Linked DNA regions of Mus musculus: all the other regions are linked to region 1. The links are chromatin contacts, called in public HiChIP or PLAC-seq and promoter capture Hi-C maps. All regions are on one chromosome and are shown on one strand. Each heading gives the region's core, a stretch centred on a gene start, on an enhancer-like site or on the middle of the called end of the contact. The rest is flanking DNA. Distances are from core to core; before and after follow the strand shown. Region 1 holds the start of Urm1 (ubiquitin related modifier 1). Region 2 holds the start of Ntng2 (netrin G2). Region 3 holds the start of Dolpp1 (dolichyl pyrophosphate phosphatase 1).

What was found. Promoter capture Hi-C pulls out the DNA fragments that hold promoters and counts their contacts. HiChIP or PLAC-seq counts read pairs in DNA pulled down with a chosen protein or histone mark.
Region 2: an H3K27ac HiChIP or PLAC-seq map of embryonic stem cells shows a contact between it and region 1, with 3 times the contacts expected there. The contact joins the promoter of Ntng2 here to the promoter of Urm1 in region 1.
Region 3: a promoter capture Hi-C map of hippocampal neurons shows a contact between it and region 1, with 2.3 times the contacts expected there. The contact joins the promoter of Dolpp1 here to the promoter of Urm1 in region 1. A contact is called at or near these places in 3 of 39 promoter capture datasets (the HPC-7 cell line, hippocampal neurons and pre-B cells), 1 of 115 datasets of contacts at active chromatin or transcription factors (embryonic stem cells) and 1 of 9 other capture datasets (pancreatic islet).

What each region holds. Positions count from the first base shown.
Region 1 is chr2:29,825,665-29,829,944 of GRCm38.p6, forward strand. It overlaps Urm1 (ubiquitin related modifier 1), which reads left to right and starts at 1,725. Exons shown (of 5, transcript NM_026615.4): 1 at 1,725-1,771. The coding sequence starts at 1,737.
Region 2 is chr2:29,246,117-29,250,396 of GRCm38.p6, forward strand. Ntng2 (netrin G2) reads right to left here and starts at 1,983. Exons shown (of 7, transcript NM_133500.2): 1 at 1,712-1,983. The coding sequence starts at 1,924. 6530402F18Rik (RIKEN cDNA 6530402F18 gene) reads right to left here. Exons shown (of 2, transcript NR_029460.1): 2 at 1-2,762.
Region 3 is chr2:30,390,223-30,394,502 of GRCm38.p6, forward strand. It overlaps Dolpp1 (dolichyl pyrophosphate phosphatase 1), which reads left to right and starts at 2,032. Exons shown (of 8, transcript NM_020329.4): 1 at 2,032-2,290. The coding sequence starts at 2,215.

The DNA.
Region 1 (4,280 bases), core at 475-2,974:
CCACGGCCTGGCCTCCTGCCTACATTTTTAGCCTTACCATTGGCCAAGCTCTCTGCTCTCCAATTTGCTCCCTCGATATTCCAGTTAGTTTGCAACTTATGTTCTCCTCATAACTACCTGGCTAACTCTAATAAAAATTTAGAGCCCAGACAGTCCACTTTGGTATTTCTCATATGTATACCACCTGGTACTGTGACCAAACCCAGACCCTTGAGCAGGTGCAAGCACTGTACCATTGGGCTACATCTCCAGTTGACATTTTTCTTATCTTTTTTTTTCTTCATGTTTGTGGATGTGGGTGTATTCCTAAATCATCATTCTCCAATATATATATGATTTATATTTTTCAGTGTACTGTTTTTGTTTTTTGTTTGTTTTTCTAGACAGGGTTTCTCTGTGTAACCCTGGCTGTCCTGGAACTCACTTTGTAGACTAGGCTGGCCTCGAACTCAGAAATCCATCTGCCTCTGCCTCCCAAGTGCTGGGATTTAAGGCATGTGCCACCACCATCCGGTTCAGTGTACTGGTTTTTGCCTGAATATATGTAACTGGAACTGGAGTTAAAGTTGAGGACTGCCATGTGGGTGCTGGGAACCAACCCTGGGTTCTCTAGAATAGTAGCTAGTGCTATTAACCTCTGGGCCATCTCTGTAGTCCACTATTTTATGTATTGAGGCAGGGTCTTTCTGGAACTCAGAGCTTGCTCATTGGCTAGTGTAGGTTGCCAGCTTGCCCTGAGGAAGCCATCGTCACCTCCCTAGCTCTGGTATTGCCATGCTAACCATCATTTCACTTGGGTTGGGGATCTTATCTTTGATCTTTACACTTGCCCAGCAAGTACTTTATCAGATGAGCCATCTCCACAGCCCTAGCGTTTTTTTCACAAATCTCTATAATTCTAATTTTCTAACATCGGAAAATTTATTTCAGTTTAGGATTTCACATTTATTAGCATGGTTTGTACATTTGATTACGGCTGTCTCCCCGTCTCCCTGCTACACGGAGAGACCTAGAGACAAGAACTTCAGTTACAGCCGTTATTACTGACTCTCCACAGGACCAATCTGCCAGACACATTGTTAACTCAGTAACCGTGGAGTAGAAGACATACAATTCATCATCTGACACAGATGTTTGCATAGTAAGATGGCAGCTCCGGAGAGAGACAACAGGGTCAGAAACAAGAATTTGGAGTTACCTCGTTTTACTCCCTTAAGCGATGTTAGCTGGGTTGACAGGGTTCTTGTTTGTGGGTTCTTTGTTGTTTTTGGTTTTGTTTTGTTTTTGAACCCTGGGTGTCCTGTAATTCCCTACGTAGATCAGGCTGGCCTGGCACTCACATAATCCACCGTCTCTGCCTTTCTGAGGGCTAGGATTAACGGCGTGTGCCACCATGCGTGGCTTAAAAACAGATTTGTAGCCAATGAAAGATCAACAGTACGTGGCTCACAATCATGTCATCGGATGCTGATGAATTTCCCCTTAGACGTCTTTCTTCAGGAAGTCCCTTCCTGCTCGGTTTTTTTTTTTTTTTTTTTGGCCAGGTCCGCAAATAATGTAGACAATCAATTCCGCAGCCCACTGAGCGGGTGCCTTCGTCCAATAGCTGAGCAGTAACGAACGGATTTCGCCCCACCCCGTACCGCCTCTTCCGTTTACGCTTCCTGGTGGCGACCGGAAATAAACGGGCGCTCCGGAAGTTAAAGGGCGTGTCCTGCTAGTTTGGTTTCCTAAACATGGCGGCGCCCTTATGTGTGAAGGTGGAGTTCGGGTGAGTGAGATCTGGGGCGCCTTGGGGATGGAGCGAAGCCATAAGGCTCGGAATTCCGGACCTCTCTTGGCCTGCCGAGGCTGTGTCGCCCTCCGAGAGCCGGGATAATCCCCTGGCCTCTGACTGACGCGGTCTCTGTGGGTGACGAGGCCGTGAGTCCGAGAGTTGAGGCGCACACACGGGTAGGGAGATGCGTTTGGAATCCTTCGCCTTGCTCTGTATCATGTAGGACTGGGAGGCATTGACAGTGAGCAGGCGGTCTTCCGGCATGTTTCACCCGTGCCATTCCGAGCCCGACTCGCCTTGTCTGGTTTTTGAGCTTCTAAGGGGAGCGCACGAGTAGAGACGAACCCTGCTGAATAATCTCAGTTCTGTCTTCCCGCCTAGTGCCTTCCTAGGGGAAGTCTTGGCCAAGACAGGACCTTCCTCTTTCTCAAACCTTGTGTGTGTGTGTGTGTGTGTGTGTGTTTTCGAGACAGGGGTCCTCTCTGTTTGGCTGTCCTGGAACTCACTCTGTAGATCAGGCTGACCTCGAACACAGAAATCCGCCTGTCTCTGCCTCCCAAGTCCTGGGATTAAAGGCGTGGGCCACCACCGCCCGGCATACCTTGGAGTTTTAATTAGATTTTAATCTTTTGCAAAGTAGTTTGGTAAGTGTCTTCTGCAGAGTCCAGAGGAGCTACCGGGGTAAATAAGCTGCCACGGAGGGAGTGACTAACATTGGTAGTATATTATCCTTACTGTGAAAAGGTTCAGAATCCGGGTACACATCACTACTTGAAGGAACACGGGGAAAAGTGAAGATTGTCTCAAATCACCATTGTGTTCTTCCAACACACAGAATGCTTGTCATGGTTTCAAAACCTGCAGAAGACAGACTTCTTCGGAAGCTGAGAACAAAGAACTGAGGCTTCTAGAGATGGGTGGTTGGTTTCTAGAATCTTATGGAAAAGCTAGGGGTGTGTGTGTGTTTGTGTGTGTGTGTGTAGATGAAGAAGCCAAGGTTGAAGTGAAGGGAAACTCAAGGGTAGAGAGAGATGTAAAATTCCTTCCAAATGCCTTTCTTCGCCTTGGATGCCCCCCATTCCTTTCATGTTGTCCCTTCACTAGGCAGTTCATTCACCAGTCATTTATTGAGTGCCTACCATGTGCCAGGCAGTGAGCCAGACACCAAGGATACAAAGATAAATAGCACTCTGTCTAGTCCCTGCAGTGTTCAGCATTTCTGTCCCTTGGAAGGGAGTAGTCTCATGAATGTTAAGTGCAGTTTAATTGATGATATTGTCTTGCTGCTTGGATCCAATTAGGTTGGTCTGGCTTCCTGACTGCTTTACCTCTTCGAACCTTAGCCCAGCTAACACGGTATCCTCCCACCTCCCAAACTGGGCTATGAGGGGACTTCCTGATGCCTTGACCAGCTTCAGCAGAACTGAGAAGGAAGAAGTTACAGGCTCTCAGTGTTAATGTCTGTTGGTAGCCAACTTGCCTTTCATTCTCACTGAGACGTGGTATTTACTCAGCAGAGATGTGATCTTTCTGCCAGATACTGTGCTGGCAACAGTAAGGACGTCATCAAGTAAACCAGACCCTTGCCCTCAGAGTTTACAGACCCATACAGTTACTTTTTTTCTAGCCTCTACCTTCTTTGCCTCTCAGAGCAGCCGGACAGGACAACATTCTTTACCCACCTGTGCATCTCCTTCCACACCTCCCCAGATATGTGACCCATCAGAATTGCAGCTTCTTGGGGCATGGTGGCTCATGTCTGTTATCCCAGCATTTGGAATGCAGGAGCAGTTGGATCTTTGTAATTTTGAAGCTAGGCTGGGTACATAGGAAAAACTTTCCATAAATAAATAATAATAATAATAAATAATAATAATAAATAAATGTGCTTACCAAACCCAGAAATCCCTCTGTCCTCCTATTTTGATGTTGTTTGGAGACAGGAGCTCATGATACAGCTCAGACTCACCTCGAGCTTTCTATGTTAGCTGAAGCTGGCCTTGAACTCTTGGTCCTCCTGCTTCCTGAGTACTGAGATTACAGGTGTGTGCCACCCTGCCAGTCATCTGACATGTTTTTACCTCCGACCTTTGATTAATTGTGTCATTTGACAGAGAGGCTTCACCTTTTACTATGAAGCTGAGAGGATTTCAAAAGATATGTAATGCCATCATTCTCTCCTCACTGGTCCTAGAAGTCTAGAAACTATTGTCTCTAAGCACTGGGTAGATGGGATCCTCTTGGTGCCACCAGCTCTGTTAGGTCCTTTAGAAGGCTTCTCATCTTTTCCTTGTTAGGACTAATTCTATCACCTTTTGACATGCCTCCTGAACTGCTGCTATCAGAAGTGGTTTTGTGGGGAGGTGGTTGGATTCTGGAAAGCTTTGACAATAGAGCTATCAGTATTTTCTGGTTGAATGATTTTGAGAGAAAAAATACGATTAAAGATGACTTTTATTGCGTCTAACCCTACCCCCTCCCCCCAAAAATAGTGGTTTTGTTT
Region 2 (4,280 bases), core at 733-3,232, 580 kb before region 1:
CACAAACCAGGAGAGGGCCCCATATTTGCTTCTGGTGGTCATCTGTAGCTCCTACACACTCGAATAGAAGCCATTCCCATGAACTGTCCCAAACCCTGGCAATGATTAATATTTAAAAGACAAAATCATGTTGAGACTCTGCCTGGGAAATGTGTGGTTGAAGCAGTTCCCACAGGAGCTGAGACAAGGATGCAGAATGGGAGGCTCTATAGCCTCAGCTCTAACTTTCAGGGCCCTTTGCCTGTCTTGAGCCAGCGTGGTCTTTCGAAGCTCGACAATGTCCATACATAATCCAATCTTGGCTCCTAGCCCTGGGCTGTCTTCTCTCTTTCTCCTTCCCTCACTCCCTCCCCTTCTCTAAGCTGGCCCAGGCCCAGCCACCACCTACAGTGACAGCCTCATCACCACTGACAAGCCCAAGTAGGGATCTGCCTTCCTGAGCTAGCTGCTCTCTCTGCATGGTGACTGAAGCCACCCCAAGGGACTGAGACATTTTCAGGAGTCTGGGCTGGGGACACCAGGTTGACTGTGCAATAAACCCAGCTTTCCCCAAGGACACGCAGAGGCACCAGCCACCTGCAGGGTGACATCGGACCCCTCTTGCCTGCTCCTCTGGCTGCTCTGCCCAGCCTCTGCCAGGGACAGGCAGCTGCGTCAGGCAGGCTGAGCCTAACTCAGCAGCATCACCACTTTCTGCTGTGTGACCTTGGCCAAGGGCCTTCCCTGAAGACCCCACCCCCACCTCAGTTTCCCTATCCATATGACCAGAACAAGCTAACGTCTGGGACACCTTCTCTGTGCCCACTCTGATTTTGAACAACTTGTATCCACAGAGCCATTGACCCCTTAATGTACTGTGTTGCTGCACCCATCCTACAGCTGATAGAGCAGAACCCGGAGATGGTGACACTGGCCTGAGACCTGTCTCAACGTTTCCCTCCATTTCAACATTCTGACGTTGTTTAAGGTAGAATCAGCCTGGGGGAGCCCAGGGGAAAACCCAGTAGAGTAACACTGCTTGGGCTTTCCACCCCACATCCTGAGCTCTTGTCAAACGCTGCTGCTATTCCCACTGCCCTCGTTAACATTGCCTAAGCACTGAAGTTCCTGATAGCTCCAAGACCCCTTCTTCTTGGAGCTCACATGACAAGGCCTCAGCGCTGACCTCTTGACTAGGGGATAGCACCAGCTGAGATGCTGTCCTGTCTATCTAGCCTGATCTCCCCACCCCTGCTTCCTCCTTCAAAATGCTTGGTCAGTGCCTGGCATGAGCTAGGATCATGAATGCTACTTATGTACTAGGCTGGACTGGGCAGGTTGGGAGGGTGCTCCACTAGAGCAAGGGGAGGGGGTGAGAACCCATGCAGGTTGGAGGGTAACCTTGCAGATAGTATTCAGATCTCTGGTCTGAATGCTGACTTCCTGCAAAGGAGGAGGGGCTGGCTTTGAGTCAAGGAACTAGGACTGCTGTGCAATCCCTGGCAGGAAACCATGCCAGGGTCAGCTGGCCAAGACTTCTTTCACCCACAAAATGTCACTCAGCCCCCCGGTCCTCAGGGCAGCTTGGCTTTGGCATCTTCCCTGGTGGGACTTGGAGTCGGTCTTGTATCAGGCAGGGCCCTCTGGTTCTGCTCAGCCACCCCCAGGTCTGTCTTTGCTCACAGTCCCCCACCCCTCAATGCAGTGATAGAGAAGCCATGGGGTGACTTACATGGGAACAGAACCTTTCAGGGGGGTCTCCGCACGTGATGCCTGAGGGCTCCACTTTGACCTTGACATAATCCTTCAGGCGCATCACCTTGGGCTGGCAGGCATAGAATTCCCAGGTGGGGCCCTCATCTGTGGTCACCCAGGATTTGCAGATGTCATAGTCCCCAGAGACCAGCGGGAGGCAGTGCAGGAAGAGAGCCAGCAGGCGCAGCATGGCTGCGCAGTCCGAATGGGTGGGGCCCAGAGCGGCACTGGAGAAGTGGTGGTGGGGTCAGGGGGCACTTGGGACCTCAGCATGGAAATGTCACATCTGCCAGGCGGTGGTGTCTGGGGTGTACCGTTGACTTAAGCACTGCAGGTCTGCCAATAGTGGGAGCTTGTGTTTTCCAAATGGCTGATACAGAAAATCCAGAGCCAGCGTTTCTCAGGCTGCTGATGGGCAGATCAAAAAGTTGCCTGTAACTTGGTGTCCTCCTAACCTTGGTGTTACACCTCCCCTGGAGGTGAAGCTGATCAAATCGGGCAGACTCTCAAATTGTGACAGTGGATGGAAATGGGATAAGGAGGAAATCTGCAGGGATCCGGCATGGGGCTGGATCAGATTGCTTTTAATTTTTGTCCTTCCAATCAATCCAGGTCTTTAAAGGGCCCTTAATGTGCGACGTGCTGCACACAACCGCATACCAGCCTGCACGGTGAAGATAACACGGAATCAGGAGGTGGGCGTGTTAGATGGACACAGTCCCCTCTTTGGGACTGGACTTGGTCTCTCAGACCAATAAAAAGATTTCTTTTCATATGGGCTGAAAGTGACAACAACCCTGTGAATGGACTATACAAAAAGCCACTGAGGTGCTAACTGGAGAGGCCATTTGCCTCTGCTCTGGTATGGGGCCAAGGCACGGGGGCCAGCTGACCTTGGCTCATAGCCATTGGCCACTTATTGTGAAATTCCGGAGACTTCAACTCTCACTTCATCCAGGTACCTGGGCTCAGGCTTGGCTTTCATTGTGAAGAGAAAAGAGAGAGAATGTGTTCATTAGCAGCAGCACCTGCAACAAATTAAGGGGGTGGGCAGTTAGAGACATAGAAGAACAAAGCTGTCTGGCAAAATGTGTACAAAAAATAGGTTGCATTAGCACAATCTCCAGAGAAAGCTGGGCTATTTTGTTTTTTATTAATATCTGAGTTACATGTTTAGAGATGGGCGCGCTATTAAAAAGGTGGTGTATCTCTTCATCGTCTGGAGGGTGTTTGTTCAATGGGAGTGACCTGTCTTGAGGATCAGGAACTTCCTAAAGCGTCCCCCCCCCCCCAAGAGCCAAGGTTTAACAGTTGCCTTAACACACTAGGCCAGAACAGACAAAATGTTCAAGTTGTCAAAAGAGGCCCTGAGCATCCGACAGAGCATACTGTGCTCCTCCCGCTACAGCCCAATAGGAAGGTCTCTGTGTGGGCCACCCGCAGTCCACTCCCTGTCACCCACACCACGAGAAACCATGAATTAAACGAGTTAACAGCGAGAGGCTGGGATGCCGCAAGCTTCCACAGGAATAAAGTGTTTTGTTGTGTTAGACTCTCTGACCAAGGCCAACAGTTTGCAATCATTTTAGGAGAGTAGCATCTATTTTAAGCCAGCAGTAATCATTTAAAAGCGAAAATAGATATAGCTAATAGGAGTACTGCGTCTAGAAACACATGACTCTCAGACTCTAGTGTATTCCCAGGCTTGAGCTACATGGGAGAATCAAGAGTCCTGGGCAGCATGGGACCCCCACCAAAACCCCTGGCCAACGGGAGCAAAGGTTTTGTGATGGATGTAGAAAATAAGAAAGTAAATAAGTAAGTAAGTAAATAAATAAATAAAGTCTCTGTTATTAATTATTCTGGTTATAATGCTCACAGTTGCTGCCTTTAAATTCCCTAACCTCACATATGGCGGCCTGACTCTCACCTGAAGGAAGCCCCTGTTAGCCATTATATACCAAAAGTCCCAGAGGAGTTAATTGTGTTTATATGAAACACTGCCACACAGACACAGCACATTCCTGCCCTCAGATGACAGGCAGGAGGATGGGACATTTTGGTCCAACCTGGCTGAGAGAGCTCCTTGCTCAGGGGTAAGCCCCCAGCCAGTGTTCTGTTGCAGGCTGCAGTGGGCCTCATCCATCTAGGTTAAGACCGCCCTGCCCCCTCTTGGGATGAAAGACTCCTAATACAGATGGATGAGAACCCAGCCAGACCACACTTCACACCTCTCCTCTGACGGCTTAAACAGAAACCTGCTCTAGACCCGGGCCCGGGCTCACTTCTTGCTAGAAAACTCCCTGGAAGAACGTGACCAAGCGTCTATTTTTTTTTTTTTCCAACCAGAGAAAATGTAGTACAAATAAAGTAACTCGGGCGCGGCAATGGTTTGGACGTTTCCAACCAAGCTCTGAGCTGCCCAGAAAGCAGCATGCCCCTAATTAATTCTTCCAGCAGCCGGCTCCCGACTGTTCACTAACAGGTAGGGCGCTCCTGACGGCTGGGGACGACCTGAGCGCCAGGCTGCGGCTCTCAAGGCGGGC
Region 3 (4,280 bases), core at 782-3,281, 560 kb after region 1:
CTATGTGACCCGAGGGTTACCAGAACTTCTGATCCTCCTGCCCCTCTCAGGTTCTGGAATTACAGGCATGCTCCATCTGGCCTTTTTTTTTTTTTTTTAAAAGACAAATTCCTGCATGGGCTGGAATCCCAATCTCCTACCTTTACCTCCCAGTTGCTACAATTTTAGGGTGTCCACCCAGCTAAATATTTTATATAATTAAAAAATAGCAAAAGCAAGTGTGTGTGGCGGACCATACCATTAGTCTCAGCACTTGGGAGGCAGTGGCAGGTGGATCTCAGTGAGTTTGAGATCTGCACAACATCTACATAATGAGTTCCAGGCCAGTCAAGTTTACACACTGAGACCCTGCCTCGGGGGGAAAAAGATTCCTTCATTATTTACTTACCCTCAGAGCTTTCTGTACCCTCAGCACCAGCTATTCCCTCAGAGACTCAGTGGCTCAGCCCCACCCACCTCCCCCACAAGAAGTCCAGCTTTTCTTCCTGCTGGAGACTCGCCCCAATAACTCCCACACATTTTCAGTTCTTCATCTTGTCACTTCCTTAGGGATGCTCTCTCTGTGTTTCTGGGACTCTGAAGAAGGGCAAGGCAGCCTGACCTTCCATGGGTGCCCTCTCTCTCAGAGAACTATTCTAGGAAGCTCATGACCACGTCTCACACCTCTTTCTTTCAAAGGCTAATAATGACTTTGCCTGAGAGAGAGAGCTAAGGGCAGGTGACTAGGAGGTGGGCCCAGCTGGATAAGTTCAGGCTGGGTAGGGAGACGGAAGACAAGCTGAACACCACTGGGGGATTCTGAGTCCCCAGCCTACTTAGAGTAACCTACAATTCTGGCTTCCACGGGCTGCCAGACTAAGCCACTGTAGCTAGTGACCTCAGAACATAGAATATGGAGGGCCAAGGCTCCAACCTAGACCTACTGGGTACCCCCAGGTCTAAGGCAGACCCGGAACCTGCTTTTATTTTTATTTTTTTACTGTACATGCTCTGGGCCTTAGTCAGAGGTCAGAGAACCGTTGCATACTGGCAGAGGCAGACAAGGAAATAATTACAGTCAAGTGTAGCCAGAGATGAGGTAGGCAAAGGAGGTGCAATTGTGGGAGACCACTGGAACTCCCCCACCCCCTTTCTGAGGTAGCCCAGACTGGCTTCCAACTCACAGAGATCCCCCTGCTTCTGTGGAGGCCCTTCTCTTAATTTTCAGAACCTGAAGCTATGAACTGACAAGTCAGCCTGGGCCAGGCAAATGGGGCAGGAGTGTGTGTGCCCATTCCTTGCAGAGAAATTTGAGGAATTGGAATCTGGCCTAGACAGTAAGTAGGTCTGTCTGGAGAGAGTTGGTTCAGAAAGGGGACGTGGGTGGGAGGTGTGGCTGTTTCTTCAAGAATGTTTCTTCAAGAATGGGGAAACAGAGAAGGGTAGATGGAACATCTGGATTATACTGAAAATGGTCCCAAGTGGCCTCACTACGCTACGGCGTAATTGAAACGTATAGCATCCCATCTAAGATATCTACAATATGTGCTACATCCCAGAAGTGAGGACCAATAATTTTTTTTTAACAGAAAAGTTCCTTTGCGGAACTGCACCTCTTGTCTGTCAGTAAAGGGCAATAAAAAACTGCACTAGGTCTTTGACTTCAGTTTACATTTATGGACAGGAAGCCAGAACCTGGAGGACGAGGCAGAATGATGCTGGGGCAAGCCTAGCCTTCATAGTGAGGAACACATTTTTGTTTTCCAAATGGGTCGGTTGAGACCCGGTGGTGCTGAGGCTGCTCCTCCACTGCGCTCTGGGTTCTCAGGAGCTTTAACTCTGGGCGCAGGTGCCAGCCTAACCAAAGCTCCCACCAAAGTACAACACGCCCCCCGAGATAGCGCCTGATTGGCTCGCCCTTCCCACACGCCGAGCTAAGCTTACCTTTTGATTGGCTGTTCTGCGCTCTGTCCTGCGCTGCGAGTGCTCCATTCTCTTGATTGGTTAGTCAACTACCTGAACTCGCACGGGATTGGACACTGGCAAAGCTGCGCGAGTCCCCGCTCTCTGATTCGCCGCACGGGCCAGCCTCACGACCTGCACACTGAATGGCTGCGCCACTACCTGCAATCGGCCTCGGATTGGGTGCGTGGCGTCTCCCCGGCGTGATAGGTCAGGACCACCGCCCCCCTTGCTCCCCATTGGCTGCTCTGCGAAGCCCGGTCTCCGGGTAAGATGGCAGCGGACGGACAGTGCTCGCTCCCCGCTTCATGGCGGCCAGTGACCCTCACCCACGTCGAATACCCTGCAGGTAAGAGCCTGCCCCGGCTCCGAGGACGTTCTCCTCGAGCTGCCGCCACAGCCCCGGGCGTTCCGGGCCGCGCGGACCGCCTTCGGGGCGCCTTGGAACCGCGGTGGGAACTGTCAAACAGCGAGCCTTGGAGGGGCTCGGCCGGCGCGCGCGCCGCGCAGGCGCAGTGAGGCGGCGATGAGCAGGGAGAAATTGCGAGCGGCTCGCTCGTGTGCTCTGCGGCTGCGCGGCCGAGTCGCTCTCCGGGGTCCCGGGGTGCTGGTGGGCTGTCCTGGGCCGGGGGAGGGTCTGGATAGGGCGGGCGAGGATCTGGGCCTGGACTTTGTCCCTTGTGCCCCGCCCTCCCCCGAGCCAGAGAGGCCGCACTCCTGCTCGGCTGTGCAGGGAGTGACAGTTTCCTTCACTACGCTGCGGGCTGCTCACTGGAGAAAGCTCCCAGTTGCAGGGAGTGTGCAAACCCAGGCCAGGTTTGGGAGAATTTGCGGCGCCACGCCCTGAGCAGCGCGGCAGAGGCCAGCCGCCAAGGGGGCATGCAGCCCCTGGGAGCCTGACTTGTAAGAGCTTCCATCTGACACGCCTCTGGGAGTGCCCGCCTCTCTGGTGGGAAGGTCCATTAGCCATGGTTCTGAAGTTCCGGCTCGGCTCCATAGAGTGGAGCGGAGCGGAGCTTAGGCCTTGGGGTGAGACGTTTCCGGGCTCCAGGGTAGGCACCACCCCTCCAGTCACTTCATCTTAAGTGGCTCCAAGTACAGTGTCTCCTTTCTGTAATGGTGTGTGACTCAAATGACCACAGGCCTAAGAGGTGCTGGGCACAGAGCCTGGCCCACAGTGGACACCCAGTAAATACCTGTAGTTTATCTCTCTAGCTTGCCAGCACCCTCCCTGGATAAATGTTTGTTGCTGAGCAGCCGGGGCCCCCTTGCTGGCCTCTGGTTGTCCAGGAAGGGCCTGTCCTCTTGGGTAGAGGGCCTGAGAACTTGGGTCTGCTGAGAACACAGGGCCACAGGCCAGGAGAACTTTGCCTCTGGGTGTTCTGGGTTATACTTAAGGTGTGGCAGTCCAGGGATGGGCCCTATCAAAGTGCCTGTTCATTACCCAACCACCCATCCATCCATTCATTCTGCATTCCCTTAGCATAGCATCTCCCGGGTGCAAGGCCCTGGGCCAGCTCGGGGTTTGGAATGATGAAGTCCCTGCACTCTTGTTCTATGGAAAGTCTCTGCCCCTGAGGAGGGAAAACAGGCCTGGTGAAGGGGAGAGACCTGACTGGGGTCTCCACAGCTTCCCGACTCTCCGTCCTTGGCGTCAGAGTAGCTTCTTGGAGGGCTCATGGCCTTTCAGGTGAGAAGAGCCTGCAGCTGTGAACACCATAACACATACAAGGCTGTGTGTGCTGTGGGGGCTGGTTGAGCCCGAGGATATCTGGCAAGGTACCCCTGCACTTGATGTCGCTCACTACACTGAACATGCTTCCTTCATGCCTGAGTCCTGTGGCGTGTCCTACATTGCTACACTCAAGACAGTAGGTTATGGAGACCTTGTCACTACCCTAAAGTACAGAGGGCAAAGAGAGGCCCCACACAGCTACTTACACTAGCCAGTGGGTCACCATGTCCCAGTCACACATCTCAGCAGGCTCTCACCCTTGTGATTGTGGCTGTGCTGCCTCTTAGCTTTTGTTTTTTGAGTTCACCTAGGCAGCATCCTAGGTGGGGGAAGCCACGTGTGTATGTATGGGTCCAGAAGTAGGACAGCACAGTGTGTTCAGGGAGCTGCAGTAATGTCCCTGCAACTGGAGCAGAGGGTGGGAGGGAAGTGGGCCAGGTCTGCACAGACTCTAGTAAGCAGGCCTAAGGAAGCATATCCCAAGGGCAGGGGAGGTGTGGGGCATAGAGAGAGCTGTGGTTAGAAGCCCTGGCCTCAGGAAAGCCTGAGGGTCTTATCTGCTGTAAGACAACCTGAGGAATTGGTCAGAGGTTTAGGGACCCTA